Regions from separate parts of the Oncorhynchus kisutch genome. Here region 1 is linked to region 2. A link is a contact called in public Hi-C data. All regions are on one chromosome and are shown on one strand. The core of a region is the stretch at or near the end of the contact, and the rest is flanking DNA. Distances in the headings are between cores, read along the strand shown.

Region 1 (7,376 bases), core at 4,048-6,547, 150 kb before region 2:
AGGCGTCAGGAGACACTGTGGCCCCATCCGATGATACCCCCGGACAGGGCCAAACAGGAAGGGTATAACCCCACCCACTTTGCCAAAGCACAGCCCCCACACCACTAGAGGGATATCTTCAACCAACAACTTACCATCCTGGAGACAAGGCCGAGTATAGCCCACAAAGATCTGCGCCATGGCACAACCCAAGGGGGGGCACCAACCCAGACAGGAAGATCACATCAGTGACTCAACCCACTCAAGTGACTCACCCCTCCTAGGTACGGCATGAAAGAGCACCAGTAAGCCAGTGTCTCAGCCCCTGTAATAAGGTTAGAGGCAGAGAATCCCAGTGGAAAGAGGGGAACCGGCCAGGCAGAGACAGCAAGGGCAGTTCGTTGCTCCAGAGCCTTTCCGTTCACCTTCACACTCCTGCGCCAGACTACACGCAATCATATGACCCACTGAAGAGATGAGTCTTCAATAAAGACTTAAAGGTTGAGATCAAGTCTGCGTCTCTCACATGGGTAGGCAGACCATTCCATCAAAATTGAGCTCTATAGGAGAAAGCCTATAGGAGTTTGCTAAGAAATTCTAGGGACAATTAGGAGGCCTGCGTCTTGTGACCTGTAGGTATGTACGGCAGGACCAAATCAGAGAGATAGGTAGGAGCAAGCCCATGTAATGCTTTGTAGGTTAGCAGTAAAACCTTGAAATCAGCCCTTGCCTTAACAGGAAGCCAGTGTAGGGAGGCTAGCACTGGAGTAATATGATCAAATTTTTGGGTTCTCGTCAGGATTCTAGCAGTTGTATTTAGCACTAATTGAAGTTTATTTAGTGCTTTAGTGACAAAAGATGTCATGTGATGTTAACCTTTAAATGAGAGTATGGGTTTTTCATATGAAGTTAACCAAATCAATGGCCACACCCACGTGAGCATAGACATTACGTCGGTGTCATGGAACCGCCCTTTTCTACTAAAACGTATAAAATCCACTCCTGATGAAATTCACACCAGACCACGCAAACCCCGGTGTAAGCTAACAGTCTGACTATGTTATTAAATTATTGCGCGCTAACGAGCGTCTGCGTTGCCAAGGGCTAAAATAGAAGTCAGTTCTATTTCTGACGCAGTTCGTGCTGCAAGTCATACCTCGCCCATCTCCTCATTGGTTATACCCACATGGGTGACTAAAAGACGAATGAGGTCAGTGGCGGTAATGCACCTAAATTATGAAAGTTGCCAATCGCATTATAATGTCAAGAGAAGGAAAAGCCTGGAAGGATGAGATGACTAGAAATGATTCGGTTGACCGTTGGCTGATTTTCCTTCACTCTGTGGTCCAACTCATCCCAAACTATCGCAATTGAGTTGAGGTCAGGTGATTGTGTAGGCCAGGTCATCTGATGCAGCACTCCATGGCTCTCCTTCTTAGTCAAATAGCCCTTACACAGCCTGGAGGTGTGTTGTCATTGTCCTGTTTAAAAAGTAATGATAGTCCCGCTAAGCACAAACCAGATGGGATGGCGTATCGCTGCAGAATGCTGTGGTAGCCATGCTGGTTAAGTGTGCCTTGAATTCTAAATAAATCACTGACTGTGTCACCAGCAAAGCACCCACACATCACCTCATCCTCCATGCTTCACGGTGGGAACCACACATGCGGGGATCATCTGTTCACCTACTTTGTGTCTCACAAAGACACAGCGGTTGAAACCAAAAATCTCACATTTGGACTCATCAGACCAAAGGACAGATTTCCACCGGTCTAATGTTCATTGCTCGTGTTTCTTGGCCCAAGCTAGTCTCTTCTTATTATTGGTGTCCTTTAGTAGAAGTTTCTTTGCAGCAATTCTTCCATGAAGGCCTGATTCACAGAGTCAAAAAAGTTTTATTTGTCACATGGGCCGAAAACAACAAGTACAGTGGAATGCTTACTTACAAGCCCTTAAACAATAATGCAGTTAAGAAAATATCTAAAAAAGTAAGAGATAAAAGTAACAAATAATTAAAGAGCAGCAGTAAAATAACAATAGCGAGGCAATATACAGGGGGTACCGGTGTTGAGGTATTTAAACTGCTTCACTAATCACTCCTCTCTCTCTCTCTGCTCCTCCAGGTATGATCCTGTTTTGTTTGTTCCTTTGTAGTTTTGCATAGTTTTCACTCAGTCATTCACACACACAGATCCATGCATCCCTGTACTTTACATACACCTTACATTATGATACTTTCACACCTCATTCCTTTTTCTTTGTTTAAAGTTAATAGTTCTGGTTTATAATAAAGAACCTTTTTGATTGGCCTATACCCGTTGTTCGCGTCCCCTCATTTTTGCCACAGGCTATGAGCCGGCCTGTGACACTATGCATAGATAACAGAGAGTAGCAGCAGTGTAGAATGGGGGGGCAATGCAAATAGTCTGAGTAGCCATTTGATTAGCTGATGGAAATTAGGTAAAAACTGATTTAAGTCCCAGGCCACTAGGAGCGCCGCCTCTGGATAAGCGTTTTCCTGTTTGCTTATGGTGGTATTCAGCTCATTGAGTGCGATCTTAGTGCCAGCATCGGTCTGTGATGGTATGTAGACAGCTATGAAAAATACTGATGAAAACTCTATAGGTAGATTGTGTGGTCTACAGCTTATCATGAGATACTCTATCTCAGGCGAGAACAACCTTGAGACTTCCTTCGATATCGTGCACTAGCTGTTGTTTACAAAAATACATAGGCCACCACCCCGTGTCTTACCAGAGGCTGCTGTTCTATCCTGCCGATAGTGTGTATAACCCGCCAGCTGTATGTTATTAATGTTGTTGTTCAACCATGACTCTGTGAAACACAAGATATTACAGTTTGTAATGTTCTGTTGGTAGGATGTACGTGCTTTTAGTTTGTCCCATTTATTTTCCAGCGATTGAACGTTGGCTAACAGTATGGATGGAAAAGGCAGATTAGCCTCTCGTCGCCTGATCCTCACAAGGCACCCCGATCTCGTTCCACAAAATCTGTTTCTTTCACCTATGAATGACAGGGATGCTGGCCTGTTTGGGTGTTTGGATTATATCCTTCCAGTCCAACTCATTAAAGAAAAATCTTTGTCCAATTCGAGGTGAGTAATCACTGTTCAGATGTCCAGAAGCTCTGATGTCTAGTGGCTGCTACCGTCATAAGAGACGATAGCAGCAACATTATGTACAAAATAGGTTAAACAATGCGAAAAATCTAACAAAATAGCACGGTTGGTTAAGAGCCCATAAAACAGCAGCCTTCCTCCCCAGGACCATCATCAATATTCAGTCTCCTCTGAACAGTTAATGTTGAGATGTATCTGTTACTTGAACTCTGAAGCATTTATTTGGGCTGCAATTTCTGAGGCTGGTAACACTAATGAACTTATCCTCTGCAGCAGAGGTAACTCTGGGTCTTCCTTTCATGAGAGCCTGTTTAATCATAGCCCTTGATGGTTTTTACAACTGCACTTGAAGAAACTTGAAAAGTTCTTGAAATTTTCCTGATTGACTGACCATCTTAAAGTAATGATGGACGGTCATTTCTCTTTGCTTATTTGACCTGTCCTTGCCATTATACGGACTTAGTCTTTTACCAAATAGGGCTATCTTCTGTATACCACCCCTACCTTGTCACAACACAACTGATTGTCTCAAACGCATTGAAGTAAAGAAATTCCACAAATGAACTTTTAACAAGGCACCGCAGTTAATTGAAATGCATTCCAGGTGACTACCTCATGAAGCTGGTTGAGAGGACGCAAAGAGTGTGCAAAGCTGTCATCAAGGCATTGATTTGTTTAACACTTTTTTTGGTTACTACAAGATATCATGTGTTATTTCATAGTTTTAGATGTCTTCACTATTATTCTACAATGAAGGAAATATTAAAAATAAAGAAAAACCCTGGAATGGGTAGGTGTGTCCAAACCTTTGACTGGTACTGTATATTAGAGCAAGCATGCAGAGATCTTCAGTGTGGTGGGTGTGTGTGATATTCTTACCTCAGTTATCCCTCTGAAGAGTTGTACCGGTTCCTCTTTTCCTGGACAGAAGGCAAAGGTACACAGAGCCCAGGCCGACTTATCCTCAAACCCAGCCAGCATCTTAAACTGACCTGGGCCGATGCCCAAAGGCATCTTAAGGCTGTTCATCATGAGAACCAGATGATCCTATATAATAAAAAAAAGCATCTTATGGCTAAGTTCATCATTAGAACCAAACCGGGTCCTTAACAGTTCACACACGCTTACATAATAATTGGTAACTTTACATTTACTGTAAGTAACTATTCATGTATACATAACATAGGCTTTGTAGCTTATATGAGTCATTGATTACCTTCTGGCTTCAATTTATTCAGGAACCATTGATAAGGTGTACTCACAGTCAATCTTCTTGGACACTAGTTTGTAGGGAAACTTGTCCCCCAGGATCTGAATCCCCTGTTGGTCAGAAAACAGAGCAGTATTTTAAATAGCATGGACTTTTAGTCAGACTGCAAAACTTCTGTAACTCAGTTAATGTTATCTTTGTACAACACATATCTCCATCTATTTATTGTCTTTATTTAACTAGGCAAGTCAGTTAAGAACAAAATTGTATTTTATGTTTTACAATGACGGCCTATCAAAAGGCCTCTTGCTGGGACGGGGGCTGGGATTTTTAAAATGTAGAAATATAGGACAAAACACACATCACAAGAGCCAACACTACATAAAAGACAGAACTAAGACAGCATAGCAAGGCAGAAACACAACATGGTAGAAACAAAAAACATTGTACAAACATTATTAGGCACAAACAACAGCACAAAGGGCAAGAAGGTAGAGACAACAATACATCACGCAAATCAGTCACAACGGGTGGGTATAATTTGTGGAACGTTCCAACAGGAATCTGTTCCAAAAACTTCGTTAATAACAAGGATGCCAACAAACAACGCATACAAAGTAGCATGATCAACTCACCACGTAGCTTATTCTTAATGTTTGTCCATAGGCTACCAGAGTGAGGACAGACATTTTTCGGAATAAACCTGGTGAGTGGAAAAACGTAACAAAATTGCCCACTCCCTACCTGGTATCCTGTTCTGCCGCTATACAACTGTGTATGCGTTGTTTGTTGGCATCCTTGTTATTTACGAAGTTTTTGGAACAGATTCCTGTTGGAACGTTCCCCAAATTATACCCACCCGTCACAACTGTCAGTAAGTGTCCAAGATTGAGTCTTTGAATTTAGAGATTGAGAGGAAACAGTCCAGTTTGAGTGTTTGTTGCAGCGAACTGAAGAGACGAGCGACCCAGGGATCTGTGTGCTTTCAGGACCTTAAATATAATGTGACATGCAGAACGGGTGTTGTATGTGGAGGATCAGTGCTGCAGTAGATATCTCAGATAGGGGGGAGTGAGGCCTAAAATTGTTTTATAAATAAGAATCGATCAGTGGGTCTTGCGAGGGGTATACAGAGATGACCAGTTTACAGAGGAGTATAGAATGCAGTGATGTGTCCTATAAGGAGCATTGGTGGCAAATCTGATGGCCGAATGGTAAAGAACATCTAGCCGGTCGCTGGTCGAGAGAACCCTTACCTGTCGATCTATAAATGATGTCTCCGTAATCTAGGTGGTGAACCGTAATCTATTTTATCGGCTAATAACAGCTATCAAACCATTTGATCTGTGCAAGTGTAATCTAAAACCACCATCACATTCCCCGTCAGTCATTTCCATGCATTCACATGGGTTGGCTGCCATGGCTAGAGCCAAAGTAAAGCCTCTAATAAACAGCACACGCTGCAACGTTTAATGTTCACAATGGAATGTCGGTTCTTGTGAACCATTCTGCTACCTCTTCTAGTTTATTTGCGTTTCCAGTCACGGAGACCACAGATCTCCCGGTTGGGACAGCCATGTTGATGCCTCTTGTTGTCCGGAAGATAATCACCAACGGACCAGAACTCGCCGGGTCGCAAAGGCATCCGATTCCACATCAGACAATGACAGGCTTCTGTCAAGAATCTCAGCAAATCAGCATTAGACTAGGAACTCCGCCTATTCAGAGCTATCCAATCGAAATGTAGTTGTGTACAGCTCAGAATAATGTCCGGGTGAACATGCCATGTGGGAAAGATAGGGAGCTGAAAATCCAAGCTTGGTAATACGTTTTTCGACCAATTGACAATCTACCAATTGCTACCGTTACACATGTATAATGTCCTGCATGTTCCTGAATCTTAGCTAGCTTGTTCAAAGCTAATCGAAAGTATTCTAACGTTAGTTTGTTTACAAGTAGCTAGCTAGCTACTGATATAGACCTAGCAAGTGTTAAAGATGAGTCTTCTACCTCGCACTGCCGAGGAGTTCAGTTCTGCAGAGTACTGGGAACGTTTCTTCAAGAAGAGAGGAGAGAAGGCTTTTGAGTGGTATGGAGACTACAACAAACTCTGTGGCGTGCTGCACAAATACATCAAACCGCGGGATAAGGTGAGCAGATACACTGACACCCTGACATGTAGGAAAATGTTCAGACTCCACAGTCAATTTGTCTTCTGCTGAATTTCTTTCTACTGAAGAGCCATGTACGTCTTGTATTATATGACGCACAGAAGAATTCCTATCCAAATGACAGGGTCCTTTAACAGACTCTTTTATCCAACGCGACTTACAGTCATGCGTATCTTGTCTCGTCTGTCCCAGGTCTTGGTGGTGGGCTGTGGTAACTCTGAGCTGAGTGAGCAGCTGTATGACGTTGGCTACAGACATCTGACCAACATTGACATTAGTGAGACGGTGGTGAATCACATGAACCAGAAGAATGCCAAGCAGCGCCCAGACCTGACCTTCCAGACAGTGGATGCCACCCAGACACCCTACGAGGACGGAAGCTACCAGGCTGTACTGGACAAGGGGACACTGGACGCCATGGCCTCCCAGGAGGGGGCTCTAGCTGGGAGGATGCTGGCTGAGGTGTGCTGGTGTGGAGTAGCTTGACAGGGATTATAAAATAGTTTAACAAAGCCAGAATCCCTGCACAGAGTAGCACTCCAGGAGTGTTGGCCACCTACCAGTTAGTAAAATGTGTCTTAAAGTTTATTCACATGCAATAAACCCTTTATGCCTTGTGTTTGTGTAGGTGGGCCGTGTCCTGGGTATAGGAGGCCGCTACGTCTGTGTGACCCTGGCCCAGGAGAGTGTCATCAAGCTGGCGGTGGAGCACTTCATCCAGGTAAAAGGCTTAGGTTAGATGCATTGATAGTGATAGATGGTTGCCTTACCTACTTTAATTCAATTCACTCAGGATAAGAGCATTTTCAAAATTATTGAAATGTAGGTGGGCTGGGCTGTGAGACTTCATTGTCTGGGTGACCCAGAGAGCCAGGAG
Region 2 (6,733 bases), core at 3,897-6,396:
GCAGCATCATGTAGTGGGGGTGCTTTACTGCAGAAGGGACTGGTGCACTTCACAAAATAGATGGCATCATGAGGAATAAAAATTATGTGGCTATATTGAAGCAACAAAGTCAATCCGTCAGGAAGTTAAAGCTTGGTCGCAAATGGGTCTTCCAAATGGACAATGACCTCAAGCATACTTCCAAAGTTGTGGAAAAATGGCTTAAGGACAACAAAGTCAAGGTATTGGAGTGGCCATCAAAGCCCTGACCTCAATCCCATAGAACATGTGTGGGCAGAACTGAAAAAGCATGTGCGAGTAAGGAGGCCTACAAACCTGAATGTTACACCAGCTCTGTCAGGAGGAAAGGGCCAAAATTCATCCAACTTATTGTGAGAAGCTTGTGGAAGGCTACCTGAACCATTTGACCCAAGTTAAACAATTTAAAGGCATTGCTACCAAATAATAATTGAGTGTATGTAAACTTCTGACCCACTGGGAATGTGATGAAATAAATAAAAGCTGAAATAAATCACGGTACTATTATTCTGACATGTCACATTCTTAAAATAAAGTTGTGATCTGAACTGACCTAAGACAGGAAATTCTTACTAGGATTAAATGTCAGGAATTCTGAAAAATGTAGTTAAAATGTATTTGGCTAAAGTGTATGTAAACTTCCATCTTCAACTGTATATTACATGGATTCATTAGACTTTTTAAAACTGGCTTGTAGGCCAGGAGATGCTAAATGTGTTTCCTAATTAAGGGTCAATTACCATGAGACCGACAGTTATTTGCTTGACAATCACTAGCTGATGAAATTTCGGGACTGCCACAGCCCAACATACATCTCGTCTGTCTGTTTACAATTCAAAGGCATGTTTGAGAACATTAAAGCCATTTATTTAACTACATGCAATCAATCTCACAGCACTAATACTCAAATCAACACTTTACTGATAGGAGGCATACTGCAGTCACATATTTACATTATAGAAAACCATAATGGACCTTTCTATAGTGTAAAGAAATGTACTGCTGGACTGCTAAAAATGTGCACAGTATAGATTCACAGTGAGGCTCGGACCCAGAATCTCTGGTGGCACAGCTAGCACTGTGATGCAGTTCCACTGCGCCACCCGGGAGGCCGCTGTGGTCTCTTTCAAGCTGTATAGTTAGGGTTATCACGACACCAGTATGACGATACTCAGTGGTATCGTGGAAATGAAACAAAAAAATAAACAGACTTAATTACCTGAGAGAAAACAGTCCTTAATGTTGGAAACATGCAGCCTTATGTTGCCACCCAGAATCAGATGTTTCTTTTCCGAGCTCTAGCACACAATATTGTACATACAGTATGTTTTTTTAAAGGACCAAAGAGTTTAGTGTGCTTTGCATTTTCCTTTTTGCCATGGGAAATCAGGTATTGTGATACTGGTATTGTGACAACCCTAGCTAGTTGTCTAATGCTAGTCACTCAGCCTATCTGGTAGCTACAGATTGCACACCAGATAATGTGATAGAACTAAAATGTTGGTGTCCATTACTGGGAATTACAGGAAAGCCCCATACAAACCACTGCCATAGATTTTTAAACTAACCTGTTCTTGTCAATAGTTTCTTCGTTCTCGATTCAGTGAAAATTGTATCTCAAATGTCAGTTTCCAGTTGCATGTGGGTTTACAACAACTATAGATAATTCAGAAAGATAAATGTAATGTTTTGTATCCAGTGAAACATGCCACCCATGTGTGTAGGTCTTTGTTTTGGTCGCACTGTGACGTGCTATCATCTATTTCTACACATGGCCACAAACAAACGAATGGTTCCGGCAAAGACACTGCGAAATGCTAGATGTGTGGCAAAACAAGAATTTAATAGCTTTCTTTTCACTGGTTTTCATAGAACCACCTGCAACTGTAAACTGACATTTGAGATACAATTTTCCCCCGAAACGAGAATGAAGAAAGCGTCGACAAGAACAGGTTAGTTCAAATCTATGGCGGCTGTTTGTATGATGGTTTTCTGTAATGCCCAGTAAGGAACACAAAATCATTGGTTATATCACATTATTTGGCATCCAATATGTAGCTACCCATCTTAAGAAACTTGGCATGCTACTGACCATCTAATCACCTGTAACCAGTCCTGTGTATTGTTAGCTGCTGCGTCAGTGGCTCTTATAAGTTGCTGGACCACGACCAGTGATAATCCACCACCTGTCAGTGTTACCTCTGTGCATTGGTAAGAACTCAAGACAAGCAACTGGCTAGAAAGTTTTACAGCTAGATAGCTGATTTATAGATGTTAGTCAAGTACTGCACCAGGACCACCTATGAAAAATAGTAAATACTAGTAGATGTCCTCCTTCTAAAATAACTAGCTGATATATATAATTAGAAGGAAAGCATAATGTTCAGTAACTGTTAGTCAAACCAACTAGAAGAAACGTGTATTATCGGTGTGCCCGACAAGCCATGGACGACAGTTGAGAAAACAGATTTGCTAGTTAGCCAGTAGGGTAGAACATCAGCTATCTTCGCTTAACATGTGAGAGGATTGAATAATATATATCGAGTTAGAAACATCTGTCAGTGTTCTTTTTAAGAAACAATGATTTTCAACAACACGGCGTTATCCAACGTCACCTGTTTGTGTTACCGTTAGCTAGCCAGTCACACCCCCTTGACGATGTGAGCTAGCCAACATATGCGTTACCTTAAAATGTCTCGAGGGACAAAAAAAAGCATCCCTCACCAAGAAAGGACAAGGTCATAATATCAGTATAACAGCTTCCAATGCTGCTTTCGAGTTCTGTCATTTGTTCGACGTAACGTGACAGTCTAAAGCTAGCTTTACTACCACAATGAAAAGCATTTAAGAAGGGCTTACCAGCAAAGGACAGCTACAATGAGGCACACGAACAAAACGCGCAACCGCTTCATTATCTTCCCGCGGGGACCAACATCCTCGCTATTTTAGGATTTTACTAGCAAGATATGTTTTAAATATAACGTTTGTTGATTATACAATAGGAAATATTTAAGGGAGGGTGGCACTTTCCTAAAACTACAGTCGATGTAGCTAGGCGAATTTTCATTCAGTCATCCCCTCGCCGCTCCTTGCTGTCTTCTGTTGCGCTGTTACCCTGCTCGATTTTGCTAAGCTTTCCGGAGGTTCTCCTCTCGGCCAATAGCATTAGGGCAGTACTGCGGTACACCAATAGGATCAGGTAGCGACCAAGAAGTAGTGACGTCTAAGGGCCATTTCCTCTGCTTGAGCTGAGTTGGAAGTTCTGACATGGAACGCGTGTCCATTACGATAAGCAAAATATCCAAACCAGAAATAGTCCACCCGATTAGACTACAATCAACCCACTAATAACCTATTTTTGGATGACACCAACGTTTCCATCCAACTTTTTTTTAAACGCGAGTAATGCCGTGTTCAAATGGTAGTCGGACTAGGAAACTTGGAAATAGCTGATTCGTTGAACACAGTACATGTATAACTACAACCAGATACCATGTCGGACATTACGGAGTTTTCTAGTTCCGACTAGTATGTGAACGCGTCATACATTACATATCAGATTTTTAAAATCGTGACAGGCCTACATTTTCCTGTCCACATGTCGACAAAACAAAATACGGTGTGATATTTTTTGTGTCACTAAATGAATAATGCGAGACATGTCAGTGGAAAAGCTTTTATGCACACATATTGATATAATAACCATCATATTCAAGTGAATTTTGAGTCACGCGATGACATGTTGTGTGGTCCTACCACTACGACTCGTTGGGAAAGCATGCAGTTTAGGCTACAGATTAAATAAATTATGATGAATTTTACAGGGTGGTAAAAGTGCAAGGTGATGAACTTTTTTTATTTTATATTTATTTTTATTTCACCTTTATTTAACCAGGTAGGCTAGTTGAGAACAAGTTCTCATTTGCAACTGCGACCTGGCCAAGATAAAGCATAGCAGTGTGAGCAGACAACAAAGAGTTACACATGGAGTAAACAATTAACAAGTCAATAACACAGTAGAAAACAAAGGGGGAGTCTATATACAATATACAACTTGATGCACCATACCAATAAATATCGAGGATTTTATTCTGATGACATAATTTATACTTGGCTGCCATTTGACAAAACTTTATCTGCTTTGAAATGGCCAATAATTATTATTATTATTATTTCGCCATGTAGGCTATAGAACCCCACAGTGGGATGTCATAATACCCATAAAACCTAGCGGTCAACAGGTAAATGGTTCCAATCGTTATTCCACCATTCATTTTTCCCCATAGGGAATTTTAGAAAGACTTAAAATAAGGACTGTTTTGTATAGGCTTACCCCTGCGTGACGTTCTGATAATCATGTAAATCTCTCTCGGGCAAATTTACTTTTATCAATATATTCAGCCCTATTTACTCTCTGATTTGAAATGGTAATTAGCATCAAAGTAGACGTGCAAAACTATAAATCCCTGCAAGGTGTTGCACATCATCCCTAGCTGACACCTTCGCTGACTGGTATTGTGTACATTTAAAACTTGCACAAGGCAGTTCACAGAATTGGCCATTTTAAGAAATGTAGCTAATTTATGAATTACTACATTTAGCTGACATTAGATAGTTAACCCATAGATTCTTACCTTTGCCTCGATTTGGCACTCTTGTCCAGATCATCATGGCATTTGTAGTTCTCTATGATAGCCACATTAGCAGCTAATAGAGGAAAATATATTGATAAATCACCTTGTCCTAGCGAGATTTACATGGCTATAAAAACATCACGCCACTGTAAATTTACACAAAACACAGCACTTATTTTTAATGAACCATTTCCATGTTTGACCGCTAGGTGTAATAGGTATTATAACGGTCCTGATGTTGTCAAGGCGAGTGCGCTCTTGGAGCAGTGTTGGATGCCGTCTTTTGTTCTTAAACACTACATTGCCCATCATACAACGGATACGTGCGTCTTCTGAGATCTGCCTGTGTAAACGTTTTTGTTAAATGTAACATAATACACGTAGAATGTGTCCCAAATATATTTTATGCACCAATAAATACATTCAATTGAATAAGAAAAGGTTTGAGATTAACCCAGCATTTAGAATGTGAGGCACTGTGGCTCAGATCCTCACATTCTAAATGCTGGGTTGAAATCTCAAACATCAAAACTCGTTGAGCGAAAACGATTTCCATTCTGAAAAGGCAGGGTCCTCATATAGTGATTGCCATCGAACGGTGAGCTGGTCATCATAAATTACGTTTTGACGAACTGAACTAGCACTCATCGAGAGCTTGTCTCTTTACGGAGTCAAAATCAAGAGTTAAAGGCAGCGGGAGACCATGGACGTGGCCCGGATGTTACTGTGCCTGTTCTCGGTGCTGGTGTCTGAGAAGTTCCTGGTGGCTGCGTTCTCCCAGAGCCTGGTCAGCGACTTCACATTCACACTCCCCGCAGGGCGGAAGGAGTGCTTCTTCCAGACCATGAAGAAGGACGCGTCGCTAGAGATAGAATATCAGGTGCCAGGGGTTTATATGATTGGTTTTACATGGGGAAAGGGTGAACACATAATTGTAAATGAGCACACTTGATATAACTCATGTGGGTAGCTTTGGAGACTGTCTCTACTCTGCTAGAACTACTCGCATGACTTCACAAGAAGTCCAATGTTATGTGCATATCCCATCATTGATTGTGGTTAGCGCTGTCGTATCCAGTGGTGGAAAAGGTACCCAATTATCAAACGAGTAAAAGTAAAGATACCTTAATAGAAAATGACTCAAGTGAAATTCACCCAGTAAAATCCTACTTGAATAAAAGTCTAGAAGTATTTTGTTTTAAATATACTTAAGTATCAAAAGTAAATGTAATTGCTAAAATATACTTACGTATTAAAAGTATACACAATAAAACATTCATTATATTAAGCAGACCAGACGGCAGCATTTCATAATTATTATATATATATATTTTTACATTTGCGGATAGCCAAGGGCAAGCTCCAACACTGACATCATTTACAAACAAAGCACGTATTTAATGAGTCCGCCAGATCAGAGGCTGTAGGGATGACCACTTCCCTTGATAAGTTTGTGAATTAGACCATTCTCCTGCCCTGTTAAGCATTCAAAATGTAACAAGTACTTTTGGATGTCAGGGAAAATGTATGGAGTAAAAAGTACATAATTGTCTTCAGTAATGTAATAATGTTAAAGTAAAAATACAAATAGTGAAGTACAGATACCCCAAAAACTACTTAAGAAGTACTTTCAAGTATTTTTACTTAAGTACTTTACACCACTGGTCGTATCTGAATCCAGAACCTAGGAACTACTTGTGGAATAGGTTGAGTAAATTAAATGTATTGTAAATGTATTAAACACTTACTATAGGCCTATATGATTTTGAAATGATGCCATCATACTAGTTTAGAAACTCGTTTTTCCCAGAACTGGCTATAAGTTCCTTTCTAATAATGACATTCCATCCTAGGCTGTGGTTCCTCTTACTCCTATTTCATTGGCCCACAAGATTGTGCTCTGCTGATGTGTTTAAAATGTTTCCAATTGAGTTGTGGCCCTGAATCACAAATCTCAACACAGAAGTCTGGTAAAACCTCTATTTTCTATGAAATATTTTAACATTTCTGACATAACGGATTGTCATACCATCACAGTAGGATAGTCTAGCTGTAGCATGCTACCACCATAGACAAGCTAT

What was found. Hi-C and Micro-C count contacts between places; a contact is called where the count stands out from the background.
Region 1: a Hi-C map of muscle shows a contact between it and region 2, with 4 times the contacts expected there. The contact joins the promoter of mettl13 here to the promoter of LOC109902689 in region 2. A contact is called at or near these places in 2 of 2 Hi-C or Micro-C datasets (liver and muscle).

The regions. Positions count from the first base shown.
Region 1 is chrLG13:27,379,354-27,386,729 of Okis_V2, reverse strand. mettl13 (methyltransferase 13, eEF1A lysine and N-terminal methyltransferase) reads left to right here and starts at 5,297. Exons shown (of 10, transcript XM_020499262.2): 1 at 5,297-6,478; 2 at 6,692-6,961; 3 at 7,128-7,220; 4 at 7,326-7,376. The coding sequence starts at 6,326. LOC109902684 (a long non-coding RNA gene) reads right to left here and starts at 5,948. Exons shown (of 4, transcript XR_002256919.2): 1 at 5,844-5,948; 2 at 4,381-4,438; 3 at 3,998-4,165.
Region 2 is chrLG13:27,225,985-27,232,717 of Okis_V2, reverse strand. LOC109902689 (transmembrane emp24 domain-containing protein 5-like) reads left to right here and starts at 5,146. Exons shown (of 4, transcript XM_020499269.2): 1 at 5,146-5,532. The coding sequence starts at 5,356. It overlaps LOC109902687 (SUN domain-containing ossification factor), which reads right to left and starts at 3,326. Exons shown (of 22, transcript XM_031785914.1): 1 at 2,878-3,326. The coding sequence starts at 2,930.